Linked DNA regions of Muntiacus reevesi: region 1 is linked to region 2. A link is a contact called in public Hi-C data. All regions are on one chromosome and are shown on one strand. Each heading gives the region's core, a stretch centred on a gene start, on an enhancer-like site or on the middle of the called end of the contact. The rest is flanking DNA. Distances are from core to core; before and after follow the strand shown.

Region 1 (5,388 bases), core at 1,484-3,983, 360 kb after region 2:
AGGTGAGGGGAAAACCCTCCTAGAACTGGGAACAGTTGTTTCTTTTCAGGTAACACACATACCCATGCCTACTTGATGATTTAGCTGCTGAAACAATTGTGAAACATTCTCCAAAACTTGAAACATTTTGTGAGACAGTCTCCAGATAAACTGTGTCCTTTGACAGTGGCTATTGTATAAATTGAGGGCAAACTTGATAACTGTATCAGTTTACATAGGCATGATTCATGGGAAGCTGCCTAAACTCTGCTGGAAGTTACATTGTCTACAAATTCCACCACCACCACCTTACAATATGACAATGATAGTGCTTCTAGCCTTTCTGCTTCTTTTCTGCTGAGTCTGAAAATTAGACTTTGGATTAGCCTTTTCCCCTGAAATCCAAAAACTTACACTGGGCCCTCCACATCACATCTGTGAGGCCCTGGAATCAATCCCCATGGATACCATGGACAGACTATACATCTTCCCCTTCTGCAGTCCATATTCCTTGTCATATTCAAACCTTACCTTTGAAGGCAGGAGGCATCACTATCCCCCACCCAACTAGTCAGAGGACTGGGGCCCATCTGCTCCTGGTGGATTGTACCCATTCTACAGACACAGAAACTGAGGCTCAGGAGAGCAATCATTTGACTAACATCTCTAAGCCCAAGAACAGAACAGTTGGGCTTTGCATTATGGCTGGCAGATAAATTAGGTCCCAGAGAGGTTTAATGCAAAGTTACCGCAAATGAGGGTGAGATAGTTTAGACCTGGATGGGTCAGGTACTGGGAGCAATGGTTCTTACCAAGGTGGGGTGGGTGGCCTCTCAGCTTGAAGACACACCTGTAACACAGGAAGGATTTGGTGAGGGTGGGGGAGGAAAGTCTTGGGGTGGGGTGGGGTGGGGGGGAATTCAGAGAACATCAAAACCAAGGCCCCTCAGATCCCCAGGTGTCAAAGGTCCTGGGGGCACTGTGTCCTCAGGGGGTAATCGGAGCCCAGTGCTGGACATCATGAGAGCCCGGGTCCCTCTGCAACCAGGTCCCAGGGCCACTCACCTTCAGGGACAGAAGCCAAGCAAGCTGACAGTGCCTAGAGATTGGAAAACACAAATCCATCACAGGGTACAAATGCCCACAGCCTTCCCTGTGTGACACCAAGATGCTCTCTCACCTCCCCAGTGTCACAGGTCCACAGAAGACTGTCCTAAACCCATCACGTAGAGAGAACCTACTGACTACTTCCCTTGCCCAGTTTTGCAGATTTCCAGCATTGACTCTACCGGCTGCTGACCCTGAACAGTGACCACTAAGATGCAAATCCCTTGGAAGAAACTGTCCAGGGGTGGGGGGCGGTGTATAAGGAGGAAAAGTGAAACCTGAAGCACAAGCAGCAAAAGCAGTCACCAGAGAGCCTTAAAATGCAACCAGTTTTGAACAAAACAGTGAAAGACATTTTGGAAATGACAGGAACTATGACCACAGAGCAGATGGGAGATGGCCTCCTTAAGGAATCAGTCTCATTGAGGATGATGACAACACTGACATTAAATAGAAAAAATGCTATTTTAGAGACACTGTGTTAACTATTTTGGATGAATTAAGAAATTTATTTCCAAAACATGAAGTACACAAAAAGAAAACATGGCGAAACGTCCTGTTAAGCGTTTATTTCTCTGTATGTTTGGGGATTTTAACAACGAAAAAGCAATATATGGGACAATGGCAAAAGAGTGATGAATGGATGAGAAACTGCCTTCCACTTGTGACAAGGCAACAGTTAGGATAAAATTAACTGTTTTCTAAAAGCAACAAAGTTGGAGGAGATTCTTGCTGGGTTGTGGTGGGGAAACAGAAAATCGGCTAGCTATTCCTGGGCTGGATCTCCTTGGAGGAGGTGTGGTATTGCTCGGGAGTCGGGAAAACGCTATCCATAAAGTTCCATTAGCCCAGAACTAACGCTTAACAAAACTCTGATGTTCTGAGCAAGCACAAAACTGATATTTAAATGACTGTGTCAGAAAGATTCCTGAAAATGAACGAAGGCCCCATTTACTTTGTCCGACAACTACTCCCCTCTGGTTCTGACACAACCCAGTAATTCACTTAAGAGATCCCACTCCCACTTCTTCCGTGGCAACCCTCGAGGTCCTGTCTCTACCTCCCACGCGGCCTCTGTTCTACATCGCACAAACACGCCAGCCACATGAAATCAGAATACATAAGAACATTTCCTAAGGAGAGCACGTGTAAGCTAACACTGGAGTGGAAAACCTCAGGCAGAAAGACTATGTCATAAGTCTACCCTCCCCACCTTCCCCCACCCCGCAAATTCCCCCCAGAAATTGACAAGATGGCGGAGCCCTGAAACGTGGGCAGCAGACACGGCGCAGCCAGACTGCGGCGCAAAGGAGGGCCAGCCCCGGGGGTCCGCCTTCGCTTCGGCAGCAGGACTCCTCCTCCACCCCCTGAGCGCCCCCAGGGAGCCATCACCCTCTCCAAGTGAGCCACTGCCGCCCCGAAGGGAACACTCAGGGATCGCCTCGAGGCGCGGGTACTGAGTGCTTACGAAGGTCCTGACACCGTCCCCGCCACGGCGTGCCCGCCCCCGCTGCAGCCCCGGGCACACACGTCACGCGTGACCGAGTCCCCAACGCGTGCCCTCCGGCAAACACCAGCCAAAATAGAACCCTCACCTCCACTCTCCGCAACGCGTGTGCGAGCCCCAGCGCGCGCTGCTTTATTGCGCGCGCCGCTCGCACGGCCCGCCCCGCGGCGCCAGGTGGGCCCCGCCCCGGGGCGTCCAGCAGAGACGCCGGTGTCGGAATCTGTACTTTGGTGCTTGGGGAGGGAAATAGGTAAATAAGAATAAGAATCTTCCTAACAGGAGATGAGGTGAGGGAGGCGGAGAAAATGGGAGCAAGCAAATATTGGGGCCCGTTATCCTGCATTAGAGTTAGGCAATTCTGTGAACAGCACGAGAGGCGGGCCATGGGGGAGAAGGACCCCCTCCCCGAATGTGGGCGGGGCCGGAAGGCGAAGCCGCTGGGATCGCCAGCGCGGCAGCGGTGAGCGTGGTGGCTGCGGGGGCTGCGGGGGCGGGGCCTACTCAGTCCTAGCCGCAGGTGGGAGGTGGGGCCAGCGCGGAGATTGACAAGGGGGCGTTCCGGGAAAACGTCTGCGTGGCGCGTTAGAGGCCGAGCCTGCGCAGTGAGAGGTAGGCGGGGCGGAGCAGAGGCTGGAAGGCTGGCCTCCCGCCTGGGTCGAGGGAGGAGGGGCCTGGAGGCCCGGGCTCGCCTGGGAACTTGGATTCTTGGTATGGTTGGCGATTTGAGGAGTGCCTTGCAACTGACATGATTGGAAAAGTTTTTTTTTTTAAACATATGAAATGAAACCTCTACTTCAATCCTCCTAGTGCATACAGTCGACAGTGTCAACAGGTTGGTGTGGACTTTAATTTTATGGACACGCGCGCGCGCGCACACACACACACACACGTCTTATGGGTAAAGATGCTTTTTTTTTTTTTTAACTCGTTTTCCCTTACTAGTCTCTTTCCATCAGTATACGGAGTGACCTCATTCCTTAAGCTGTAGCTAAGTATTCCCTTGTGTGAATAGAACACGCTTTGTTTAGCTGGTTCCCCTGATCACCTGGGAGAGGAGGCTGTGGTCTGAAGTAAAGGGAAGAGACCTAAATTCTGCACGTTAAAGAAGTGATAACGTTTCCTTCACTGGTTCTGCCTCACTCGGGAATGCAAAGTCCTCACTATGGCCCACACCGCCCAGAGTGACCTGGTCTCTGTTCCCTTTCAGCCCTTATCTTTCCTTCCTTTCTCGTCCTTGCTCAGGCTACACCAGCACATTGGCCTCGCTGGTCTTCCTGGGTCCTGTCAAGGACATTTCTACCCCAGGAACTTTGCTTCTGTGGTTTCCTCTGCCTGGAACTCTTTCCCCCCAATCAATCCCCATGGCTGTCTCTGTTCAGTCCTGTTTCCGCTCAGAGGTCCACTTAGCATGGAGCCGATGCCTGTACACTCTATATAACAGATGCTGTCCTTTCCAGACTCCCTGACCCTCTGTTCAGGGAGACCCTGGTCTCCCTGACCCTCTGTTCTTTTCCTTCATAGCTCTTCTCTCTTAACATATCTACTTGTGGGCATTTTTTTGGGTTTTGCGGGGTAGGGGTGGGGTTGCCTCCCTGCCAAGTTGTCAGTTCCTTAAAGACTAGGATTTGTGTCCAGTTGGCAATAGACCCCATGGCACATAGTTGCAGCTCACTTTTTGTTAAAAATGAATACACTGGAGAGCCTTTTATGGGAGACAAGGGGAACAATTACTGTAACAACACTTAATGAGCACACACTACAGACTAAACTCTAACTAGACAAGGGGAACAATTACTGTAACAACACTTAATGAGCACACACTACAAACTAAACTCTAACAGCCATGTACACCCATGGCTGGTTCATGTCAATATATGGCAAAAACCTCTACAATATTGTATAGTAATTAGACTCCAATTAAAATAAATAAATTTTTTTTTAAAAAGGTACAATTGGCTTTCTGTGTCCGCATATTCCATATACATGATTTAAACCAATCTCAGGTGGAAAAATTTGGGGAAAAAAAAAACAGTTCCAGAAAGTTCCAAAAAACAAAACTTAAATTTGGTGTGTGCCTCAGCAACTGTTTCCATAGCATTTCCATTATATTACATATTGTAGGTAAATCTGCAGATGATTTAAAATGTACAAGAGGATGTGCATAGTTTATATGCAAATACCCTACAATTTTAAAACCCATCTGTTGCTGTGCTGGGTCTTCACTGCTGCGCGTGGGCTTCCTCTAGATGCAGTGAGCAGGGGCCGCTCTCTAGTTGTGATACGGGGGCTTCTCATTGTGGGGGCTTCTCTTGTTGTGGAGCTTGGGCTCTAGAGCGCAGACTCAGTAACTGATTCTCGGGCTCTAGAGTGCGGGCTCAGTAATTGTGGTACACGGGCTTGGTTGCCCCATGGCATGTGGAAACTTCCTGGACCTGGGATTGAACCCATGTCCCCTGCATTGGCAGGCGGATTCTTGACCATGGGGTTACCAGGGAAATCCACTCTGCAATTTTATATAAGGGACTTGAGAATCCCCAGAGTTTGGTATCCAAGGAAGTCTTGGAACCAATTCCCTGCAGGTACTGAGGGACAACTGTACTGTCTTTATCCCCCAATCCCTCTGCAAAAACTGGCTACATGTAACAGCCTTTAAAATAAGTAAATAGGAAAGGAATGGGATGCTATAAGTTTTTTTTTTTTAAAGTTAAAGGAATAGACTTGTGTGGAGAGAAGTAAGGGGTGATGGCAGGAGCTGTAAGGGGTAAGGGCAAGAGGTGAAATGTGGGTGCCAGGAA
Region 2 (5,543 bases), core at 1,965-4,464:
CGGGACACAGAAAGAAAGGCCGGCACCCGCCGCAGTGCGCAGCTGGACAGAGTCAAGACTGGTTTACCCCCTTGTCCCGAGATGGTTCAAAAGCAGATGGGGTAGGAGGGCATGGAGTCCCTGTAAGAAGGTAGGGAGATTACGGAGAGGGGAGCGAGGCGGGAGGAAACCGGGTCCTCCACTTTGCTGGCTTCAGCTCTCGACTCTCAGACTTTCCCTTGAAGGCTAGAAAGTGCTACACGGACACGCAAAACACAGCTGTAAAGTAAACAAATGTCCTCCGGAGCTGTCCTGAACCCCTAGCTTCACCTCAGGACCCTTCAATGGGGTCACAAGAGGGTAGGGCGCCCCAGGCCATGGAGGGAGGGTGACTCTCCTGACGGGGCATCTAGGGCCACTTCCCTTCCGCACCTCTTCTCCCCCACCTCCCCCCACCCCAAACCCAAATCCTGCCAACTCAGCGCTTCCTGGGGACCAAACTTTATGCGGTGCCTCCGGGCCCCCTCCCTCTCAGTCCCTCCCCCGGCGCGAATGCGGCACTGCGGCTCCGCGTCCTTCCCGGCCCAGGACGCGGCACGGTGGGGGGAGGGTGCCGGACGGCTCCTCCGGGTGTTTGGGTCCCCAGGAGGCTCGGAGGGGGGCTGGAGTCTCTCCTCTTTCCCTCCTTTCTCTAATTCCCCCTATCTTGAACTGTCCTCTCTCTATCAACACAGGGAGGAAGTTAGGAGGAGGAAGAGGTTCAAGTGAGAACTAGGGGGGAGGGTAGCTATTTAGCCAAAGAAGTTACAGATTTTTGAGGAAAGATTTTTAGGTGGGAGATGAAGAGATCTTTGGAGGAAGTCTAGAATTTTGAGGGCAACAAGGCGGGAGACAGGATAAGGCTGGAGTGTGGGTTCTTTGGTTCACTTTGCAGGGAGGGGGGTCAGGACGGGCTGAGGAGCCCAGTTCTAGGCTTCAGACTGGGTAGTGGGGGGCGGGGGTTCTGAGAAAGATGAAGCGAGCTGGGATTGGAGCCGGGGATGCGGGGACAGGTGGAAAGAAACCAAGAAAGAACTGGGAGCTATTCTGAGAAGGAAGTTTTGGGTCTGATAACCTGAGGGTCCCAAGGATTGAGGTTAGGTAAAAGTTATGGAGCAGGGAGGAAAGTCATTTACTGACTAGGAAAAAGGCTGGGAGGCTGAGGATGGGGGTAGGGGTGGGGCTGTCCCAGAGATAGAGTGGGCTATGCAGTTTAAACAATGGAACGGAGAAGCTGGGAGAATCTGTGGATGAGGCAGAAGCGATTCTAGAGGGCATATGGGAAGTTCTGGAGAAGAAAGACATTCTGGGGGCACGGGACTCTTCTGGAGACATTGAGGAGGAGTGTGAAAGCCTTGGGGGAAGTCTGGAGCTGTACTGAGAAATCCTCAGGAGAGGAGTTGGTGTGAAGGATGCAAGAAGGGATGTGAAACACAGAGGGGGCAGCGGGGTTCCAGGAGAGAAGATGTCCCAAGACTCAGTGTTGCAGTGGGGGTGAGGGGGGGAGTGTCCTAGCAGGAGCAAGTGGTTTGGAGGTTCAGAGGGGTTCGGGGCACTCTGAGAGTGGGGTGGAAACTATTATGAGACTTAAAGGGCAGAAGAAGCAGAGGGGCTCAAAGATAACCCAGGAGACGCAAACTTGGAGAGAGGCAGGGGATTCGGAGACGGGCAGAGGGAGAGAGAGGTGCTGGGATAGCCTGCAGGACTGAAGGCTGGAGAACTGAAGAGCGGGCTTCACGGGGTCTGCAGGGGATAGAGACAGTGTTCACAAGCCCTGGGACACTTTGAGGGTTAGAAAGCGATGTCTTCTGAAGATTTAGGGAGGTCCAAGAAACTGAAGGCTGGGGGGAGAGTCTGCTGAGAGTCTCAGAGGTGAGAAGAGATGAAAAGAGTCTGGGAAGACTCTGAGGGTTGAGGAAAGACCTTCTGAAAGCTCTCTATCGGGGTCCAGGAAAGGAGGGGGTGGGGCTGTTCAGGGAAGTTGTTTAGGAGATTGGCCCATCAGAGAAGAAGTTTCTAAGCGTCTAGGATGGACTAGAGAAGCAGGGTGGGGTTGAAACAAGTCTGGAGGGTTCTGAAAGCTGGAGAAACATCTTCTGAGAATCTGGGGATGGCTAGGAGAGGGGGATGTGTTCAGAGGGGTACGGGAGACCCAGGAATGGGGTAAGAGGCTTCTAAGAAACTGGGAGGCTAAGAGATCAGGAGGGTCTGAGAGGGGCCAGGGGCTGAGGGCGAGGATGGGGAGCTCCCTGAGGGTCTGGGAGCTCCCGGAGAGGGGAGGGGAATGGGGGCTCTGAGAAAGCGCTCACCCTGGCGGCCCGCGACGAGTAGGGATCCTCGAAGAGCGCCCACACCCGGGGCTGCCAGCGGCGCCACCACGTGCCGCCCGCGCCGCCCGCGCCCCCTGGCGGGCCCCCGGCGCCGCCGCCCGCGTCCTGGAAGCAGAGGCGCTTGAGTTCGCCGCCGGCGCCGTCCAGGCCGCCGCCGCCCGCGCCCGCCTCGTCGTCCAGACCCGCGTCGTGGGCGCCCGCGGCGTTGGCAGCGTTCGCGGCGCCCGAAGGGTCGGGTGCCTCGAAGGAGTCGAGCGCTTCCTCGGCGTCCCGGTGCTGCCGGTAGGTCATCCAGCAGCAGGCCTCCACGTCGGTCTCGTCGATGCCCCAAAAGCCGAGCTCCTCCTCGAAGAGCGGCCCGCACACGTCGGCCGGGCAGTGCAGCTTGCCCGTACGGTAGTAGTTGAGCACGTAAGCGAAGACACCCGGATGCCGGTCAAAGAAGAACTCATCGGCGCCCGGGTCGTAGTCGAAACGCGCCGCCGCCTCGGGCTCCGTCAGGCCGGCCAGCCGCGTCCCCGGCAGGGTGCGCAGCGTCGAGCGGTACGTCTCATGGCGCACGCCGCCCACGTTGATCACGATCTTGCCACTGTCGCCACCGCCGCCGCCGTGCCGCCCCATGGCCGCCGCCGGCAGCCCGGGGCATGGCTCGGCGCGCCGGCCCCCGGGCCCGCGGGGTGCCGGGGGGCCCGCCGGGGACGCGGCGGGGCCGGGCTGCGCAGGTTGCTGCTCTTGCAGCAACGGCGGTGGCGGCGGCGGCGAGGGCAGCGGTGGCGGGGACTCGGACGGCTGCGGCGGCGGCGCCGGCTGCTGTTTGCTAGCCGCCTGGCGCCCGCGGAAGGACGAGACGCAGACTGAGCTCAGCATTGGATGGGGGGCGGAGCGGCAGGGGCGGGGCGTTGTAGGGGCGGAGCCACGGGGGGAGAGACAGATGTGACTGGGTGAGAGGAGGTGATGGAGGAAAGGGGCGGGGCAGAAGGGAGGGAGAAACTGAATTGATTGGTTTTTGAAGGGGTGAGGGCGGGGCTGAAACTGGGAAAAGGCCCCAGACTCCAACACCGCCTAGATGGACGGGGCGGGGCCACGCATGCGACACACCGATTGGGTCTTTCTGAGATAAGGGGCGGGGCCGAGCGAGGTGTTAAAGGGGCTGGATGGGAAGCGAAAGTTGCCTGGTTTGGCCGCACTAGGAGAACAGAGGAGGCGGGGCTAGATGTGAGAAAGAGATCTGATTTAACTAAAAAAAGGAGCGGGGTGGGTAGAGGAATAGGACTTGTCCAAGCTATTTAAAGGGGCCTGACGGTCCGAGACTGGGGGAGGCAGGGCTTGGGCCACAAGGCGGATGGCCGTCCGACTTGGATAGAGACGGGCCTAAAGAGCCTGCAAGCAGTACCTGGTGGAGTGGGGCAGATGGAGACTGCCGGGTTGGGATTCTAACATTGCTTGGACGGGGCAGAGCGGATCTTAAGAAGAGGCAGGGCCACAGAAATCAGAAAGTCCTAATTCTGGGAGGATGAGAGGGTGGGACTGAGCGAGGGGCGGGAACTGGAAATGAAGAGTGGCACTGGGCTGAACTGAAAAAGAACAGAGAAAGGGGAACAGGAACTAAGACCCGGCAGAGAGGGGACGGAATGGGGCGAGGCCTGGAAACCTGAGAGCTTCTGACTAGGTCTAATGGAGGAGGAGAGGTAAAGAAAGTACCGGGTCAGAACTGCAAACTCGGCCCGATTAACCGGGGCTGGACCGAAAGAATGCCAGGGTGGATGGGAAGAGACTGAGAGAGGTGGGTGGGATCCACGAATGGTAGTAAACCTCTTGAATTGCCTGTGGAAATGCAAGACTAAGAGAGGAGAGGGGCTTTAATAAAGGATCTTGAAAGCAACCAGGGTAGGCGGGGGCGGGGCAAGGCTAAGAGTGTAGAGAATGGCTAAGGAAAATGTGAGACCTGCAAAGAGTACAAGGCTATCGGGATGGACGGAGCGGTGGAACCTAAACCGGAAAATCTTGGAGGCCAAATAACCTGGGAGAGAGTCCTAAGGGTCAGCAGGGCCTTAAAAGGCGGAACGCGGTGAGGGAAAGGGGACAAGGTATAGATAATGGCAGACTGCAGCCAGGGGAACCGAGGAATGGATGAGAACTGGTGAGGAGAGTCTTAAGGGAGGCGGAGAGGAGAAACTAATAAAACACCGGGAAGCACAGTCTAGGCTGAGGCAACAGGCAGGGCCGATAGGAAATTGGGCGGAGTCAGGTGTCGGAGCGTCCGGCAGAGAGGGCGGGGAGATCGGGGCGGGGCCAATGGAGGGCGGGACCAGAACTAGGCGGACCGCCTAGCAGCGGTCCGGCCCCGCCCCCTGGGCGGGCCTAGCCGCCGGGTATTCGGGCGCAGGCGCGGGGCAGGGGCGGGGCCAGCGGCTGCGGCTGGGGCTGCGACGGCCGGAGGCGGTGCCTGTGGGAGGGAAGGGGGCTGGTCAGGGGTTGCGGGCCTCCCCGCTCTGCACTATCCCCGGCAGGTGCGGCGGCTGGTTGGTATCGCCTCCTTACCCATCCCCGCTCCGGCTTCTGTGTCTCTCATCAATGTCTCTTTCTCTGAATATTTGTCCCCCCGCCTCTGCCCTTACTCCTTTGAGATTCTGGCCCCTGCATTCTAAGTCTCTGCGCTCCGTCTGGGTCTCTGTCCCCCTCCTCTGAGTCTTACCTCTCTGCTCTCTAAGCCTCAGTCTCCTCTCCCCGGACGATGGCGGGGTCTCCCCACCCTCAATGTCTTTCTCTTGGCCTCTACCTTTTTCTCTGATTTCTCTCTCTCTCTGGCCTCTTTCTCCTCTCTTGGGTTCCTGAACTCCTCTCTCTGGTCTCTTTTCCCTCCTGTCTCTGTCCTTCCTCTTTGTGTTCCTGTCCTCAATACTCCCCTCACCCCAGGGCTTCCCCCCTCCTCTCTCTGGGTCTCTGTCCCCCCAGTTCTTGTTCTCTGACCACCTCCTTCCCTGTGTCTTTCCCCCCTCTTCCGTCTCTTTTGCCCCTCTGTCACTGCCTTTTCTCTTTGTGTCCTCTCTTTTCCTCCCTTGGGTCTCTACCCCCTCCCACCCGTGCCTCTTTGACCCCTTTCTGAATCTGTCCCCCTTTTTCTTGGTCTCTATCCCCACTTCTTTGGGGCTCTGTCCTGCTGTCCTTTGGCCTCTGTCCCTCTCCTGGATCTCT

The links. A called contact is a pair of places that touch in the nucleus more often than the background predicts.
Region 1: a contact with region 2 is called in a Hi-C map of muscle, with 6 times the contacts expected there. The contact joins the promoter of LOC136161603 here to the promoter of KCNC3 in region 2. A contact is called at or near these places in 2 of 3 Hi-C or Micro-C datasets (blood and muscle).

What each region holds. Positions count from the first base shown.
Region 1 is chr2:268,895,072-268,900,459 of mMunRee1.1, forward strand. LOC136161603 (Friend virus susceptibility protein 1-like) reads right to left here and starts at 2,734. Exons shown (of 5, transcript XM_065926605.1): 1 at 2,682-2,734; 2 at 792-829. LOC136161638 (a long non-coding RNA gene) reads left to right here and starts at 3,328. Exons shown (of 4, transcript XR_010661748.1): 1 at 3,328-3,425. It overlaps LOC136162334 (small nucleolar RNA SNORD88), which reads right to left and starts at 1,009; the gene lies at 919-1,009.
Region 2 is chr2:268,538,588-268,544,130 of mMunRee1.1, forward strand. It overlaps KCNC3 (potassium voltage-gated channel subfamily C member 3), which reads right to left and starts at 3,215. Exons shown (of 7, transcript XM_065926555.1): 1 at 2,328-3,215. The coding sequence starts at 3,215.